Regions from separate parts of the Ovis aries genome. Here regions 2 and 3 are each linked to region 1. Evidence: chromatin contacts called from public Hi-C data. All regions are on one chromosome and are shown on one strand. The core of a region is the stretch at or near the end of the contact, and the rest is flanking DNA. Distances in the headings are between cores, read along the strand shown.

Region 1 (2,625 bases), core at 46-2,545:
TATTTATAGATGGCCCTGGCTCCTGGGGGACTGTGAAGACACCGATGGGTGCTAAGACACTTTGGGTGGGTGTGGGGGTGAGGAGGGGGGCTCTGCTGAGCAGCCATTGACTCAGATGCCCACCAGTGGACTCCCACTCATCCTGGTGAGATTGCTTTTGACTTGTTAAAATATATACCAAAAAATCCCCTTCTTTCAGGCTTACGTACATCCTTTGGCAGGGATCAGGAGAGTTAACTATTGTGACAGAGCTGACGCTGTCACTCAAGTGAGTAGACGTTCAATCCTTGACTCTGCACAGCCGCACTCGTAGGAACTTCAGGAGCCCCTCTTCCATCCCCCCACCCCAGGCTCTAGAGTACCCTCAGCCCCAGGTCTTACCATCAGGGTTTGTCCCTGGGGCACCGCCCTGTTGCTGCAGCACCCCTGCAGCGATGGAATTGGGCCAAAATCTTTGGGTGGGCCGGTGCTGCGACTTGATTTTCTTGGCTTTGGGGGCAGGGTCGGGGTTGCTGGCATCAAGCATAGGCTGCAGGATGCGTCTTCGGGCATTGATGAACCTGCCCCGGGGTCAGATGGAGACAGGTTAGCCACCACTGGGGGGCGGGAATGTGTGTGCGCAGGTGTGAGCATATGTGTATGTACACGTGACAGGTGCAGATGTGTGCAAGTGCACACACATATATGCAAGCATGTGTGTGAGTGTGCACGGGCGCACGTGTATGCACATGTCCTCTGTGCGTGCACACTCATGCGTGTGTGCACACGTGTGCATGGGCGCACATGCGTGTGCACATGTGTGCAGGTGTGAGCATATTTGTGCACGTGCAGGTCTGTGTACATGGATGTGTACATGTGAGCTTGTATGTGCACACGTGCATGTATGCATATGTGAGCAGGCGTGCAGGTGTGCAGGTGTACCCACATGTGCAGAGAGCACTAAGCTGCTTCTGGACTTCCACCAGCTGGTCCTCGAATGGAGCAGACTGGGGGTCTGGTCCAGGGTACAAAAGCGCAGCAGTGATGAGCCCTGGGCACCGAGGAGCTTATGCGTTCACCAGGGGCTTGGGGACCACAAGTTGGGATGAACATGTGAGAAGGCCTGGGAATCTGCTCCAGACCCCTCAGGACTGAACAGTGAAGGAAGAGCTCCTTAGTTAAAAGCACTAACCTCTGACCTCTCTCTGGGGGGCCAAGAGTCCACTCCCACCCACCAGACCTTGCCCTCTGAGATTCCCGTGACACCCTGGCCAGCCACAGAGGAGGGAGCACGGGAGCCCTGTGGGTCAGGCCTGTTGCCTCCTCCCTCCTTCCGGCTCCCAGCTCTGCAGAATGTTTTAGCTTGAGCTCTGTTTGTTTACACAGGTGGTGAGTGGAGCAGATAACCCCTGGGGGCCTGGGGGCCTGAGATGCAGCCACCCTGTGTGTCTATTCGTTTTCCGTGATGTTCTTGACACAGCTTCCCAGCAGAGGGCGCTGAGAAGCTGCAGATGAAGCTATAGGTGTGGATTTCAGCTTTCTGTTTCCAGCCAACATGGGAGGGCTGACACGGTGGCTGGGCGCAGACTGAAGTGAGCTGGGCACTCCCAGCTTTTCCCCTGCTGTGCATCCCCCTGCCGAGCAAGTGGCCCCTGGGTCTGAGAGCCTCTGGGCAGGCAATGCTAACTCACCAGTTATTCACTTGCAAGAGGGTGAGGTTTGTCTGGGCTGCGATCTGCCTCTTCTCATCCTCCGTGGGGTAGGGGTGCTGAAATGAGAGGTGAAGAGCTAGTGAGGGGTGGGCACATGGTGACCTGGTCCCCCTAGAGACCATGCCTACGACACAGGCAGCGTCCCGGGCAGGCAGCCTCAGTGGTTTGGAAGCCCAAACAGGGGAAAGTTAACATTTGTTCCCCAGAAAGAATGGACTGCTGGCCTCGAGGGAGGCTGCTCTGTGCCTAAGGAGGGCCACCCACCCTCGGCCCAGCCCCCCTTTGGTGGGGACCCAAGTGGTCTCCCAGGAGCCGGTACAGTCCAACAGCGGTCGCTCCCACAGCACCGTCACATCCTCCAGCCCACATCCTCCCCACAGCGGGCAGGTCAAGCATGATCCGCATTAGGATTTACAGTGGCCTCCAAAGCCCAGGGGACTCTCAGAAGGTGGTAAATGGGGTGAATGAATCCGTTTAATTTACACTAACTGACATTTACTGAGTATCTACTCTGTGTGCAGATTCATGTAGGCACCCTAGGAGACAAGATAAATATAAGGGCAACTACAACTTGTATAATATTTTACAGCCTGTGAAATGCTTTCATGCACCAACTTCACTTAATAAGAGCACCTCACTAAAACTCAGTAAGGGGCAGCTTAGGGGTTGTTCTTCCCACTTTACAGATGAGGAAACTGAAGAACCATCTCCATTGTCCCCCAGAGGGTGGCAGCAGCTTGGAACTCAGTTCTCCTGACTGTGGCCCAGGAGCCCCCATCACCATGCACTGCCACTTTGTGACATGGAGTCAGTGTCTTTGGAGGGGGCGAGTGAGGACGCGGGCCAGGGCCTTCAGTCCCTGCACTGATTCCATGCTTGTCTGTCTCTCAACCTGTGCTTCATGAGGGCAAAGACCAGCTCGTATTAATTCGTC
Region 2 (2,625 bases), core at 57-2,556, 470 kb after region 1:
GTTCTAGAACATATGTACCAGAGAGCAGAATGTACAAGTATCAATGAATAATTAGGTAACACAGTTCCAAAGGAGAGATATATATATATCAAGTCTGGACAAGTGACTCAGGTTAACTCAAGACCAGACAAACTGAAGCAACCGGCGCCTCTTTCCTTCATTCCCATTGTCTGTCTGCCCTCTTTTGCCCTCACCTTGAGATTACCAAACATATTCCTGAAGTGCATGACTGGTTCCAAATTGCGGCTTTCAAGTGTAAACCAAAGATTAAGAGTGTACCACATTTTAGAAACAACTAAACATCTTTGTATGATAATTAACAACTACATACTTGTTCAATAACCCTAAAGCAAAACCATAACTATTTATGACGGAATACAAACGGCATCCCCAGACTGCTTTTTCGAGCACAAGGAATTAGGGAAAGAAAGATGCCACCACATTGGCATCAAACTGACACTCACAGCTGCCGGGACTTCTGAACTATCTGGTGGGGCAGGCTCCACCCAGGCCCCAACGGGTACTATAGCCTGGTTCCTCTCAGCCAGCACTGCCAACACGTCCTTGCTCTTCAAGGGGTTTAAAGCCAGGGGCAACTTCGTGGTATTTCGAGGCTTCTTGAGGGGGGCCATACTTCTTGGCATCTATGACTCCTGGTTAGGAGAGAGGAAAAGCTCAAAATCTTAAAACGACCACCTTAAAAACTCAATTCCCTAACACCTGTGCCACAGACTTCTGAAAATGAGGGAAGCCTTGCAGGAGGCCGTACTCTGACTAAGATTCTGGCGAAGGAAGGGGGAAAAGAAGGGAAAAGGGAAGATACAAAATAAGTGTTATAAAGGAAGGAAGTTTCAAGATCGCCCTCGAAAAGCAACACGGAGGAGAGCGGGGGTCAAACAAGAACCTGACTGTGAGGAGGAAACTGTGCCATTGGTGGCGCAGCGACATGGGAAAGGGAGGAAAGAGCGTAGCAGCGGGAGCGCGATGGGACTGGGAGGGTGCGGGGTGGGAACCTGGGTCTGAAGACGAAAGTTCAAATAACTGGTATCCGGTTATGGGGGCAACGCTGATCGCCAGGGAGTTCCGGACCAGAGAAAATCCTGTTTCTCAGGCCTCGGGGTCACACTCTGGCTGAGACTGCACCGGCCTAGTAGTATCGATCGCAGCCGGCCACAACTCAAGCTAACGTGGATACTAAGGTAACTACCGCCAGTAAACCGCCGCTTTGGGGAAGTCCGCGCCGCGCCGCCCCACCCCGCTCCTCGGCGGCCTCGTACCCGCCTCTACCGGGCTTGCGTCATCTCTCGGGGACTGGGAAAGCGTGAGGGGCGGGGTTTAGCGCTCCCGATGTGCGTCACCTCCGCTTCGTCTCGCTGAGGGGGCGGGACTTGTGAATGCTGGTGGAATGGGTGCGGCCTGGGTGGGTCCACACGGCGCCTGGGAAACCGGCCAGCAGAAATGTGGGTCTGCCGGCGGTGCCTCGAATATCCCAGCACCAGGGACGTCCGGCATCTTCAGGAAAAGGAGTGTTTTGGGCTGAAAAGCGGGTTGACTGAGCGTGTTGTTGTTGCTAAGTCGTGTCTGACTCTTTTGCGATCTCACTGACTGTAGCCCGCTAGGCTCCTCTGTCTGTGGGATTTCCTAGGCAAGAGTCCTGGAGTGGGTTGACATTTCCTTCTCCAGGGAATCTTCCCAACAGGGGGGATCGGACCGGGTGTCCTTGGCAGGCGGCTTCTTTACCACTGAACCATCAGAGAAGCCCATAACTGAGCTGGCCAGGGGCCTAATTGAAGGAAGCACAGGAAAAGGATGGGCGAAGGCGGGCCTGGCAGGGCTTCCTTCAGGAATGAACTAAGCCAGCAGCTCAGACCATAAAGAATCTGCCTGTAGTGCAAGAGACCAAGGTTCAGTCCCTTCGGGAAGATCCCCTGGAGAAGGAAATGGCACCCACTCCAGTATTCTTGCCTGGAAAGTCCCATGGACAGAGGAACCTGGCAGCCTACAGTCCATGAGGTCCTAAAGAGTTGGACAGGACTCAGCAACTAACACTTTTCAAGCCAGTTGTCAATCATGCTCATCCTTTATACACCTGCTTACATTAGTAGTGCTATATCATACATGCTCTTATGCATAAATATGGTAGCCTCCTGAGTGGTCTCCCTGTCTGCTCCAAACTTTGGTATAACCCAGGGACACTTCATTATCCCTTTGAGATACCCATGCGTTCTTTCATGTAACTTATCATAATTGAGAGATTTTTATATACCAGTACTGTTTTAGGCACTGGGAATGTATAGTAGTGAACAAAACAGATAAATATCCCTTGTTCATGGAAGTGATGATGAGAAATAACAGCATAGACTCATGAATAAATAAACAAATGTGTCTAGGTGATGAGCATTGTAGATTAAAAGCTGAGGACGAGGATAAAAAGTGTGTCAGAGGATAGGGGAGATGAAATTTTAGATAGGATGACCAGAGAAGGCTTCACTGAGGTAATTTTGAGCAAAGACTCCAATGCAAATTTCCATGGACTAGCGGAACAAGCCGATTTTCACTGGAGAGCTTTCTAAAAGTTCCAAGCAAAGTGAACAGCAAGTACAATCGCTCCAGAGTGGGTGCCTG
Region 3 (2,625 bases), core at 85-2,584, 360 kb after region 1:
CTCCGTCCTGGGATGAAGACATCCAAATCATTTCTAAATGCTTTTATTCTCACATAAAGTAAGCCATTCCTTGTTCTGTTCTCTGAGACAGACTTTTCTATCAACTCTGTCCTGTCGTTGCTGCAGTTGAACGATTTTGTTTTGCTTTGATTTGCATCGATGGGTCAAGAAACGTGCTGTGGGGACATCCCCGGTGGTCCAGTGGTTAAAGAATCCGACTGCCAATGCAGGGGACACAGGTTCAATCGCTGATCCAGGACGACCCCACATGCCGCGGAGCAAGGAGCCCATGTGCCGCTCAGTTGGCCCGTGTGCCACTGCTGAAGCTGTTGCGATGAGAAGTCCTGGTGCCCCAGCGAAGAGTAGCCCCCACTCAGCAACAAAGACTCGGCACAGCCAAAAATAAATGCGAACACAAAAGAAACGTGCCGCAGTTATTTCCCAGGCGAGAGACAAGCAGAGAGATTCGGGGATTGTAAAAGTTGCGCAAGTAGTTAGTAGCGAGGCTCCCACTTGGCACTGGCATCCTGGTATCTCGTTTCTCAAACAGTTTAATGATCAGCTCTGGCTTTCAGGCAACTCCTTATTTTTTCATTGGCTTATTATTTCCTAACTACTTACACCCACCATTCCTCTGACCCATATCCAAAACAGGTAAAGGTCTCATTAAAGAATTCCTAATTAACACTTAGGTGTTAGTCACCCAGTCGTGTCCGACTCTGTGCCCACCAGAGTGGTCTGTAGCCCACCAGGCTCCTCTATCCATGGGATTCTCCAGGCAAGAATACTGGAGTGGACTGCCATTTCCTTCTCCAGGGGATCTTTCTTCCCCAGGGATCAAACCTGGGTCTCCTGCACTGCAGGCAGATTCTTTACCATCTGAGCTGCCAGGGAAGCTCAACCAGTTAACATTTCTAGTACAAATAAAAAACATTTTATCAGGACTTCTTGGCATGAAGCTTTAAATATTTGGTTCTTACCACGTAGGAGCAACTTCCCAGACGTGGGAATGGGAACCCCATGGGTATGAATCTGAAGAAGTGATTATCCTCACAGGAGCATAAAAACTCAGGATTGGAAGAGATTTTATCACCCACAGAATTCAACCTTTCATCTCTATTTCCAGCCCAGATACTTGGGAATATTCTCTTCTTTACCTGCTGAACTCACAATTTTTATTGTATTTAGCAAACACGTACAAGGCACTTTTCTAAGAACCTCTTAAGTATTAACTAACGGCATCCTTATAGCAACTCTTGAGTATTCTTAATACCTCCATTTCACAAACAGGGAACAGAGGGGCAAGGTGGTTTGCTTGAGGTCACTCAGCTAGGAGTTAGTTAAACAGGAACCAGGACTAAAGTCAGGCAGTCTCAGCTCTTCACTGTCTTTTACCACGTTGCCCTGTAAGGTGAAAACAAAGGAAAAGGGAGGAGGCAGGAAGTAGCAAGGAAATGCAGTTGAGTCTACTGCAAAATCTGGAATCTCAGGAATCCAGGGCTATGCAATCAGAAGCCACATGGACTCAGGGACAGCTTCACTGATCAGCTCTGGCTTGGGGGCCCTGCACTGTAAGACTTCAGCTTCCCCCTCAAGTAAAGCTCCTCACTGATGGAGCGACTGGTGGATTCACTGTCAAGGACACACACGACCATCTCTCTCTTCAGCACTGCCTGCCTGGAAAAATGGATACTTGGGTTGGTTTTCAGAGGCGCCAAGAAGAACCAAAGCCACAGGGCAAGAATGTGTGTGCGTTTCTTGACCTCTGTCTCTACAAGCCACATCAGTTGCTGTTTACTCAAGGAAAATATTTCCAAGCCCCCCTCCCCACCCACTCAACACACACCCTCCTGCCTCAGTTTCCTGGGACCTAAGAAATGACAGCAGGGATCAAAACCAGGGCCCAGCAGCACAGACAGAATGAAAAGTTCATCTTCTGGTTTTCCTCACACACATTGGATACTGTGAAGCAGGGGTCCCTGACCTCTGTGATCTAATGCCTGACGATCTGAGGTGGAGCTAATGTAGTAATCCAAGAAATAAAGTGCACAATACAGGTAATGCACTTGTACCATCCTGAAACCATCCACCCAGCCCCTTGGTCCGTGGAAAAATTGTCTTCCACAAAACCGGGCCCTGGAGCCAAAAAGGTTAGGACCACTGGTGTAAAAGATGTGCATTTAGCCCAGGTCCTGCCCTCAGGGAACTCGGGGTCCTTACACATTTATTTGGAGTTTGGTGGCATTTATTTGCTAAATGCCCTATGGCCATCCTCTCCACTTTTTTTTTTTTTTTTAAATCTTTGAGGATTTCTCTGGTTTTGCCATCTTCAGATTGATATTGGCCCCTTTTTATCCTGGGGATGTGTAATACTTTCCTATTGCTGCGGTAACAAATTACTACAAACTTAGTAGTAAAGAGGGCTTCCTTGGTGGCTCAGATGGTAAAGAAACTTCCTGCAATGCAAGAAACCCAGGTGTGACCCCTCAGTTGGGAATATCCCTGGAGAAGAAAATGGCAACCCACTCCAGTATTCTTGCCTGGAGAATCCCGTGGACAGAGGATCCTGGTGGGCTACAGTCCAGGGAATGGCAAAGAGTCGGACACGACTGAACAACTAACACT

What was found. Hi-C and Micro-C count contacts between places; a contact is called where the count stands out from the background.
Region 2: a Hi-C map of muscle shows a contact between it and region 1, with 7 times the contacts expected there. The contact joins the promoter of CCDC15 here to the enhancer-like site in region 1. A contact is called at or near these places in 3 of 16 Hi-C or Micro-C datasets (liver, muscle and tail adipose tissue).
Region 3: a contact with region 1 is called in a Hi-C map of muscle, with 9 times the contacts expected there. The contact joins two enhancer-like sites. A contact is called at or near these places in 10 of 16 Hi-C or Micro-C datasets (hypothalamus, liver, mesenteric adipose tissue and 6 more).

Annotation. Positions count from the first base shown.
Region 1 is chr21:26,339,966-26,342,590 of ARS-UI_Ramb_v3.0, reverse strand. It overlaps PKNOX2 (PBX/knotted 1 homeobox 2), which reads right to left. Exons shown (of 14, transcript XM_060404255.1): 12 at 1,671-1,747; 13 at 382-560. Among named protein-coding and RNA genes, the nearest start is that of TRNAW-CCA, 28 kb to the right of the region's middle. Within about 2 kb of position 1,295, at least 8 of the 54 cell types and tissues checked have an H3K27ac peak or open chromatin away from gene starts, as enhancers often do. A contact at or near this core is called in muscle, where this site is marked.
Region 2 is chr21:25,867,353-25,869,977 of ARS-UI_Ramb_v3.0, reverse strand. It overlaps CCDC15 (coiled-coil domain containing 15), which reads right to left and starts at 1,306. Exons shown (of 16, transcript XM_027959292.3): 1 at 1,278-1,306; 2 at 465-653. The coding sequence starts at 644.
Region 3 is chr21:25,981,595-25,984,219 of ARS-UI_Ramb_v3.0, reverse strand. No RefSeq gene overlaps it. Among named protein-coding and RNA genes, the nearest start is that of TMEM218, 17 kb to the left of the region's middle. Within about 2 kb of position 1,334, at least 4 of the 54 cell types and tissues checked have an H3K27ac peak or open chromatin away from gene starts, as enhancers often do.